Regions from separate parts of the Canis lupus genome. Here region 2 is linked to region 1. Evidence: chromatin contacts called from public Hi-C data. All regions are on one chromosome and are shown on one strand. Each heading gives the region's core, a stretch centred on a gene start, on an enhancer-like site or on the middle of the called end of the contact. The rest is flanking DNA. Distances are from core to core; before and after follow the strand shown. Region 1 overlaps RGS3 (regulator of G-protein signaling 3). Region 2 overlaps RGS3 (regulator of G-protein signaling 3).

Region 1 (4,423 bases), core at 1,280-3,779:
AATTTGTATAGGCATGCAGTAAGTGACGGGTGGAGCTGAGATTCGAACCCAGGCCGGCTGCCTCTGAAGCCCGAGTTCCAACCAGTGCGTCACATTTCTGCTCCCCCTGCCCCGCACCCCTTTACTTCTCTGCATCCCACCAGACTCTGCACTCCTACTCCAGAGGTGGGAATGTGTCTCTCCCCCTGCCATGGCCTTGGAGGCAGCTGGCACTGAGGTGAGGTTGGAGGATGTGCTCAGCAAATGTCAGCTGACTAAATTTAACTCCAAGCGTTCCAGCAGCTGGAACCCTAAGCAGCTGAGTTACCGAGACTGGGTACCTGGCTCCCTCGTGGTGGATGGAGAGCCCAAGAATCAGCTGGACATTTCCAGGCCATCCTAAGAGAACAGAGCAGGCCAGGAAGACACACTGTGGGCGGGATGCTGGCCCCTGGGAGAGAGAAATATAAAGACCAGCAAAGCCAGTGGGTGGCAGAGACAGGAAGAGGCCACAATGGGCCCTGGATGATCAGAGATGTCCCAATTGTTAGCACCAACTCTCCGCCTGTTCCCATTATGCTGCCATTCAGACCTGCTGTAGTTTGGGGATGCTAGGGAGGAGGGCAGGCGAAGTTTACGTGGCCACCACCAGCTGGGAGCCCTGGAGAAGTGTGCCCCAGCCCCTGAGCTGCACAGCACTTCTAGTCTCCTAGTCGCTCATGCATTCATTCAGCCAACAGACATTCACTGGGCACTCACAATGCTCTGTGCCTCGTGCTAGGCCCTGGGAGGATGCTTGGCCAGCAGAGCTAAGCTCCATTCAGGCAAGTCACACACGGCAGTCATTGCTCCCTGGGTGGCATAGGGTCCCCCCTGCTAGGAAAAGCCCTTGTCAGCCCCAGCCCGTAGGAAAGGCAGGGTGTGCTCCTTATTACCATCCTCTTTGCCCCAAACTGAACTTTCTATGCATGTTGACACACCTGGGAGGCATGAGCAACATTAATCAGAGGCCATTCTGTTAATAGAAGCTCCAGCCGAGGCCCCAGATGGATCTCTTAAAAGCCTCACCCAGGCCCTCGCTGCTGCAGTGGGAGATGGGCTGGAGGCCAGGTGCCAGGACTCAGGACCCTGGGTCCCACAGCCCCAACTCCAACTGCAGGAGAAGGGGACACTGGATTTCTGTGAGCCCTGGGAACCACAAGCCTGTCTCAGGGGAGTGGAGGCAGGGGGAGGAGGGAGGGGCTCCACCAACGTCTGGAGGAAAATCTAAGAGATGAGACATGCACCTGTGTGCTCAGTGTCACCGAAACTTGTCCCTGGAGAGCCATGTTCACTGTTTGCTGGAGAAGGGGCTGGAGAAGGGCAAGACAACACGTCTACACCAAACCACCTGCACCAAACCGTCACAGCAAGTCCAGAATACGTGAACACTCACACACACACACCTCGACACCCATGCCAAGCCAGCAGGCTCTGCTGGCCGTGGTCCTCTCTCCTGAGGGGTGCCAGCCTTGGCCACCCTCAGCCTACCATCTATCTGCAGGGAGAGGATGTGGGCTCTAGCTCAAGGAAGCCATGTCTGCACAAGGCTATTGCTCACAAGAGCTCAGCATCTGGAAGGTCCTCTGCAACACCTGAGGCCCCACACCACCCACTCGGACCAGCCACCACCCAGTGGAAGACGGAGCTCACCCAGACTCTAACTTCAAGGCTTGGGTCTGAGGGCTCCAGGAGGGGAAGAGCCAACCAATCCCCAGCCGAGCACCCCCAGCCCACCCCAAGGGGTGGAGGCAGGATGTTTGGGCACCATCTACCATCTCACAGCAACCTCCTGTCAGGGCACGTCAGGGCTGGGAAAGACCATCAAGGATGGGTCCAACCCATCCTTCACAGTCTGAGACACCAGAGTCCAGAAAAGGGAGCCGGCCAGCTGAAGTCACAGAGCACGTTAGCAGCGAAGCAGAGCCCAGACCCCAAACTCCCAGCTCTGACCCTCTGCTCTTCCACGGCCTCTTCTCTCCCACTCCAGTCCCATCACAAAGCATGGCCAGTTTGAGCCTCTCTTCTTTCCCCTCCCCTCTTCTAGCAGGAGGCTGAGCAGATGAGCATCCAGGGCTCATGGCCCCAGACCTGGGTGAGGAGCATGATGAGCACAACTGAGTAAAGGTCTGGGTCTTATAATCAGCCTGTGCATCTTATCGGGCTCCCCATCCCTGACTGGGTCCTGATTGTCTGAGGCGGGGTATGCGTGCAGGGGGGTGGCAGGGCTGGGAGAAGGGGGTGGAGGGGTGAGCAGGGGAAGCTGGGTCTGAGGGAAACAGGGCGGGGCAGGGAAGCCCTGGGCAGAGTCTGCCGGAGCTCTCACCTGCTCCCCCCCCCCCCCCCCCCCCCCCCCCCGCAGGCCCTGGGGAGCCAGGGTGGGAGCTGCTGCAGCGGAGCTTACTCAGAAGGCTGCCTGCGGCCACCCTGCAAGAGGAGCTGGCCCAGAGACAGGTGACCTGCTTCTCCCCACTCAGGGGCGGCCCTGCTCAGTGGGCAGGAGAAAGCTCGAGGCAGAGAAGGAGAAGTTGTAAGTGACTTCCTGTGGGGCGGCCGAGGGGAGGTTCTCACACTCCCTGGGTTCCTGAGGAGGAGGAGGAACCGTGCACAGGAACACAGGACGGCTCTGCAAACAGGCAGGAAGTTCTCCTGGAGCAAAACCCGTCAAAACAGAATTCTTTCGCAGGGTAATATTTTCCTCTCTGCCCCTGTCGCCCGTGCTCAAACAGGTCTGTTGTTGTTTTCATAATCTGGGAGAGGAAATCAAGCCCCTTTCAGCAGGGACTTTAGGCGCCAAACCAAACCGCTCAACAGATACTCCCAGCTGGCTTCCCGTTCCCGAGTGGAGGAGGCCCGATGGAAAGTTTGCAGGGGACCTTGGCTCCACGGTCCCCCGGGACCCCTGCTCCCCGGGCCCCAGCCTGGGCCATGTGACTGGGTGCAGAAGGAGCAGTGCTCTCCTGTCCGGGATGTGCGTGGCGAGTGGGGCAGCAGGCAGCGAGCACCGGGCACCTGGTGTGGGCCGGGCCCCTGCATATGACCTTACTAAATCTGCACAACAACCTACCGGCAGCCCCACTTACACGTGAGCCCCCAGGCTCAAAGAGGTTGGAGTAGAACGTGCCCAAGATCACAGGCAGTGAGCGGCAGGGCCGAGATCTAAGCACAGGTCTGTGTGAGCCCAAAGCTCTTCCCACTCCACGGCCTCCCTGAAACGTGTCTGGACCAGAAACCTCCCAGCAGAGCTCAGGGCATACGGCCTAGGATGAAACGCCAGTGTCGCGGAGCCTAGCAGCCCAGGGGCAGGACTGGCCCCAACCCCACGTGCTCAGATGCCCCACTGATGGCTGGCAGCCCGCCTGGCAGCCGGGTCAAATCCAAACTGTGCATCTGTACGGCCCAGAGTAGCGGGACTCAGGGCAAGCAGGATGGAGTCCAGGGCACCTGGGGCACGCACTTACCTTCCTGCAGCTTCACGCTCTGGAGGTAGAGGGGGTTCCTCAGGACGTTGCAGCGTCCCGGCTCATCTTCCTTGGTGAAGAGCAGCAGGTCCGAGTAGGCAAACAGCGTCACCTGCATCCCAAGAGAGCAAACAGAACCGGCTGCTCTGCTGCCCCAGAGCCCGGGAGCCACGGTCTCCCTGGGAGGCCGGGGTAAGGAGTCTTGGTCATCTCGGGCAGAACTAGGATCAGACTCTCAGTGTGGCCTTGGCCAAGGACAGAGATGTGATCTACAATCAGGACTTCCCTTTGGTCTAGAGTTTTCTACACCTCTAACTCTTTATCATGGGGAGGGGGTAGGGAAATAGGATAAAACACGACCCTCACCTTCCACGGCAGGTGACCCCTGCAGGCCTCTCCACCTCCACAGCCCAACCCCCGCCAGGCCATCTTTCTGACTACAGGCCCCTGGAATCTTCAGCCCAGCGCTGCTGGCTTGGCGCCACTCGGGAGCTGCGGGATGTTGGCACAATTGCTTGTATTCTCCTCTAAATGTCTGGCTAAAAGAGCGCTGCACTTGGAGTCAGAAGTCACAAGGCTCTCCACTAAGGAGCCATGAAAACCTGGTTAGGGTCCCCAGAGCTGATGCTTCAGTTTTCTCATCTGTACAGACAGGGGAGTGTCCCTGCCCAGGTCCCTCACAGGCTTCTTTCACGAGCCCTGTGTAGACTGAATTGAAGCATCATGCAGTGTGAGGTCTTATGATCACATTCTTCGAGGATGATTTTAACTACATTAACACATAATCAGTTCAAGAGAAAGCCAGCTACTTACGCTCTAATACAGACATGTATGTGACTTTTATCTCTTTTATGCGCTAGCTGTTCCAAAAATAAAAGGAGAAAGCTATTTTTAGACATTATAGGTAAACCAACAGGCATGCTCAGCATAGTTTCGTGCTAAAA
Region 2 (4,423 bases), core at 516-3,015, 46 kb before region 1:
GAAACTGGAGGCTGATTGAGTATCCGCACTCATGCCTCCTGGCCAAGGGTGTCCCCTTGGCTTCGCTGGGCCCTGGCACGCAAGTAGGGTGGGCCCAGGAGCCTAGAAGGAAGGGCGGAGGCCACGCACGACCTGGGGCCCCTCACCTGGGCCCCATACATACCTGGGCAGATACTGGCAAAGAAGGACTAGCCAGTGCTCTTTGGCTCTTCCCCACGGGGTGGGGCTTGTGTGGGTGCCCAGATGGGTTCCAAGGGGCCCTGCTCCTGGGAGAGCTGGGGTTGGGAGCACCTTGGGGGGAGGGGGCTTCTGGAGCAAATCAGGAAACCTCAGAAATCTGGGGGGGAGCGGTGGCAAGGGAAGGAACGAGGACAGGAAAAGAGATAAAGATGAGAGTATGTCACAATGGATGCCAGGCGTGGGATTGTCCTGTGAGGAACAGCGTAACAGGAGCAGGGCCCTTCTGGGTCAAAGCTGCTCTGGGCAGTGTGAGCAGGATGTGGGGGTGGGGAAGGACCACAGTGACACGCACGCACACTGACATACACGCATTCGTTGGGTCTCCGGGTACCGAGTGAAACCCTGAACCTGTCACACACAATCCCTGCCCCTCCATTGAGCAGAAAAAAACCCAGGCTGGACCACTGGTCTTAACGCATGAGGTCTTAATGCTCAGACGGAGGAGGAGGTACAGGTGGCTGGTAACACCCAGTTAGCTTTGCAACAGGTTGGGGTGATAAGAATCCAGCCCCGGTGCCCCGGAGAGATGAGCCTGCTGGCCCAGGGCCTTGGGTCCGGAGAGCTCGGGCAGCCGCCCCCTTCCTGTGGGGAGTCTGTCTCTCTCCCATCCATCATTTCTTTGGCTTGGCTGGCGCAGTGTTAATTCTGTCCATGTCTTGCCTGCTAGAAGCACAGAGGAAATGAGCCAGGCCCTCTAAATGAAGCTGCTGTTTCAGATCTAATCAAATTCTGCCCCCAGTCCAATCCAGGGCTCAGACTAGGCCGGGAAGGGGTGGCAGGAAGGACTCCCAGATCATCTTCTGGGTCCCAGACTCCTCCCTCACTCCTACCAACCCGCTATTGGAGTTTGGGGTGGCAGTGGGCTGCTGGAAGTGACTGGCCCAATGTCACACAGCTACTAAATGTGGAACCAGGTCTCCTGACCCCCGAGTCAACCTGCAGCTCTCACCCTGAGATGACTCATCACATCCACCACAGATGCTGGGCTCTGCATCTGCCCTCAAAAACCACTTCCTGCATGGAGAGGGGGGAGGGGGTGTGAGCTGGGATTTGCCTTTGTCTCTGGGTGGCCCTTACACAGCTAGCATTTTACAGATCGAGCACGGGACCTAAAGCCAGAAGGCCTGCGCTGGAATCCGCGCTCCATCATTTGCTTGCTAGCTGTGTGTCAGGCTATCACTTCTGGTTTCCTCTGCCATGAAGTGAGGACACTTCCTACTTCCTGCTGCTGCCGCCACCACCCCCCTGCTTCCAGAGGGCCGAGGGGACCAAGTCTGAGGAAGGGCAGGAAAGCGCTCTGCAAACTGGAAAGTGGCTGGAGAAAGGGAGAGGCTGTTAGAATCCCTGCCCAGCGCCCGACCTCCAGGCTTGACTTCTGAGATGGGGTCACCCCTTCAAGTCTGGCATGCTCTGGGTTCCCGAGCAGCTCCCTGGCCTCTGGGTCCCCAGGGTGATGCTGCCTGGCCCCAGGTTCCCCAGGAACCTCAGCTGCCTGGCCAACACTTAGCTCCCCCGGCGCAGCTTGGTCCAGTTCCTGGGCCTGATTTCTTGACCCCCAGGCTGGAGCTACCCCCTGCCTCTGCCTGCCAGCTCAGAGCCTCCGAGCCTCCTCCCGAGCCTCCTCCGGGCTGTTGTCCTCCTCTGCCCCCAACACGACAGGTCTGACCCAGAACACGGGGCGGGGACAGCACTTTACAGGGGGAGAGCTCTGGAGGCTGCCCCCTCCAACTGGCTAGGTGACCTGAGGTAGAGCCTTTATGAGCCCCTGTTCCATCAGCCATAACACGGGGTTCAGACCAGCCCCCCAGGGCGGTGGCAGGGTGCTGAGCTGACGTGCACCCAGAGCTCGGCACCACATGGGCACTCCAACGGCAGCCGGCACCACCGCAGCACCACCGCAGCACAGCCCACCTGGACCTCTCCCTCCCTGGATCTCCTCCCACCGGAAAGGTGACCCCTCTTCAGCAGGTCACCGGCCTCCAGGCCTGTCCCAGGTCCCCGCCTGTCTCGGTCCTCCGCACTCCCTTGGGCACCTGTCCACTCCCGGGGCTACAGTCACCATCTGCACTGTCTGGCCACCGCCCAGTCCACACTGCCAGCCCCGACCTGGCTCCTGAGTCTAGACCCCAGAGGCAAGTGTTCACCAAGTACTCAGAAGACGGCGCTGCCCCCAAATACTGTCCTTGGTTCTGTGGGTAAAACAGGAAACACGAAAGACACGATCCCTGTCCCGGTGGAGCTTCGAGGCCAGCGAGGAAGGGTGGACACAAGCCACGACGTCGCCCACAGAAACACGTAATGGATACAAAGCACGGCTGGTGATGGGCAGGAAAACCATAAGGTGTGGCGGGAGAGAACACAGTGGCATGTGGGAAAGGCCACTCTGAGATGACACTGAGCCCCAGATCTGCTCGGTGGGCAGGGCAGCCAGCACACTGGTGGGACAGGGGGCATAGACAGGGACCCCGCTCTGCACATCCCGCCAGTGCCCTCAGCTCAACGTGCCCCAAGCTGAAAGCGAGCCCATCCATGATGCCACACCAGCTGCAAGGCAGGCAGCCGGGTATCATCCTCTCTCACTGTCCCTTCACTGCCACCAAGCCCCCCAACTCCAGCCGGTCACCAAAGCCTCCTGATTGTCCCTTGGAAAATCTGCAAAATCATTCCACTGGGGCAGGTGATGCCAAGTGTGGGGACTGGGGAACTCTACATACTTTCCTCTCGATCCCTAAAACTGCTCTAAAAACAAGGTTGATTAACTTAGAAATAAAACAATCTCTCCACTCCTTCCATCTCCACTCCTGCACCACCTCCCTCCAGACGCGGTCGTCATCTCCCATCAGTCGTCATCTCCCATCGGAATTGCCGCAGACTTCCCGGAGGCAGCTCAGGCCCCTCTGATGCCTTTTAGGCACATCTGACCCTGCCACTCCTCTGCCTCAAGCCCTGTCAAGACTCCCCAGTGCCCTCTCGGTGAAGTCCAAATTCTGTAGCCCTGAGAGGGTCTCTGTTCTGTCTCCCTTTGGCCTCACCTCTCAGCACTCCCCATCTTAAGTGTTTGATGTGGGATGAATGAATGAATGAATGAATGGGCAATCCAGTGACCACAGGACCCCCTAGGCGCTCAGTACCTAAAGGGTGGCCCCTGAACCAGCAGGCACAATAGCGTCTGGAAGCCCACACGAAATATAAAATCTTAGCCTGCAATCCACAGCTACTGGATCAGAGTCTGTACTTTACCAAGATTCCAAGAGATTAATTCGCACGTTAAAAATAGCACCGATCCAGACTATTGGTTCTCAAAAGAGAGGTACACTTTAGAATCACCGGTGGAGCATTTTAAAAATATCACTATCTGGGCCCAACTCCAGATCTTACTGGATAAGTTGCCCCAAGAGTAGGGCTGGCATCTCGGCTTTTTTCTGACTCCCCAGATAATTCTGGGGGGACAGCCCCAGTTAACGGATAAGGTGAGCGAGGCCCGGAGAGGGGAGGTGATGTGCCCAAGGTCATACAACAGAATCAGCACATGAATGCAGACCAGAACCTAGGGCAGCATGGATTGCAACACCCGGCACTCCCTCTCTAACAGGAAGCCCGTGCAGAAGAGGCATGGCCTCAGCAGCCCCTGGTCCCCCACATAAGATGCTGGCAGGCTCGCTGCACTCCGCTACCTACACAGGCTTCCCATACACAGAGGCCCGAGGGCAGGAGAGACAGCAAGGAGCGATGTGAATGCAGATGGAAATTCTCCGTCCCTAAAGAATTCCACAACTACTCCGGGTCCATGGGGGACTCAGGAGGGCAACACATCACAGTGGGGAGCGTACCGTACCCATTGCCTGGAAGCAAGACCGAGGTGCAGAGGAGAGCAGCAGCTCTCCCAGTTCACAAACTGTGGGCACAAAGCCAAGGACAGCCTGTCCTAGACGCATGGAAGAGGAACCCACGAGGACTGAGAAGTGAGGAGATCCCTCTTCGAAGCTTCCCTACTCTTGGCACTGCCACCTGGGACAGCCAGAAGGACACGTCCTCAGGCCTGGCCTTGGGAGCTTCCCGGGCTGCCCCCCAACACCGTCCTGGATGCCCAACTTCTCGCCGGGCAGGGAAAGCAGCTCCCAAGGTGCGAGTTTCCAGGACCAAGCTCCCCTATGACCATCTTGCTAAGCTCCTTCTCTCGGGT

Evidence for each region. Hi-C and Micro-C count contacts between places; a contact is called where the count stands out from the background.
Region 2: a Hi-C map of blood shows a contact between it and region 1, with 4 times the contacts expected there. The contact joins two enhancer-like sites. A contact is called at or near these places in 2 of 9 Hi-C or Micro-C datasets (both in blood).

The regions. Positions count from the first base shown.
Region 1 is chr11:68,261,862-68,266,284 of UU_Cfam_GSD_1.0, reverse strand. RGS3 (regulator of G-protein signaling 3) reads right to left here. Exons shown (of 24, transcript XM_038553190.1): 16 at 3,480-3,591. Among named protein-coding and RNA genes, the nearest start is that of RGS3, 54 kb to the right of the region's middle. Within about 2 kb of position 2,529, at least 6 of the 20 cell types and tissues checked have an H3K27ac peak or open chromatin away from gene starts, as enhancers often do. A contact at or near this core is called in blood, where this site is marked.
Region 2 is chr11:68,306,688-68,311,110 of UU_Cfam_GSD_1.0, reverse strand. All of the region lies in intron 18 of RGS3 (regulator of G-protein signaling 3), which reads right to left. Among named protein-coding and RNA genes, the nearest start is that of RGS3, 99 kb to the right of the region's middle. Within about 2 kb of position 1,765, at least 4 of the 20 cell types and tissues checked have an H3K27ac peak or open chromatin away from gene starts, as enhancers often do. A contact at or near this core is called in blood, where this site is marked.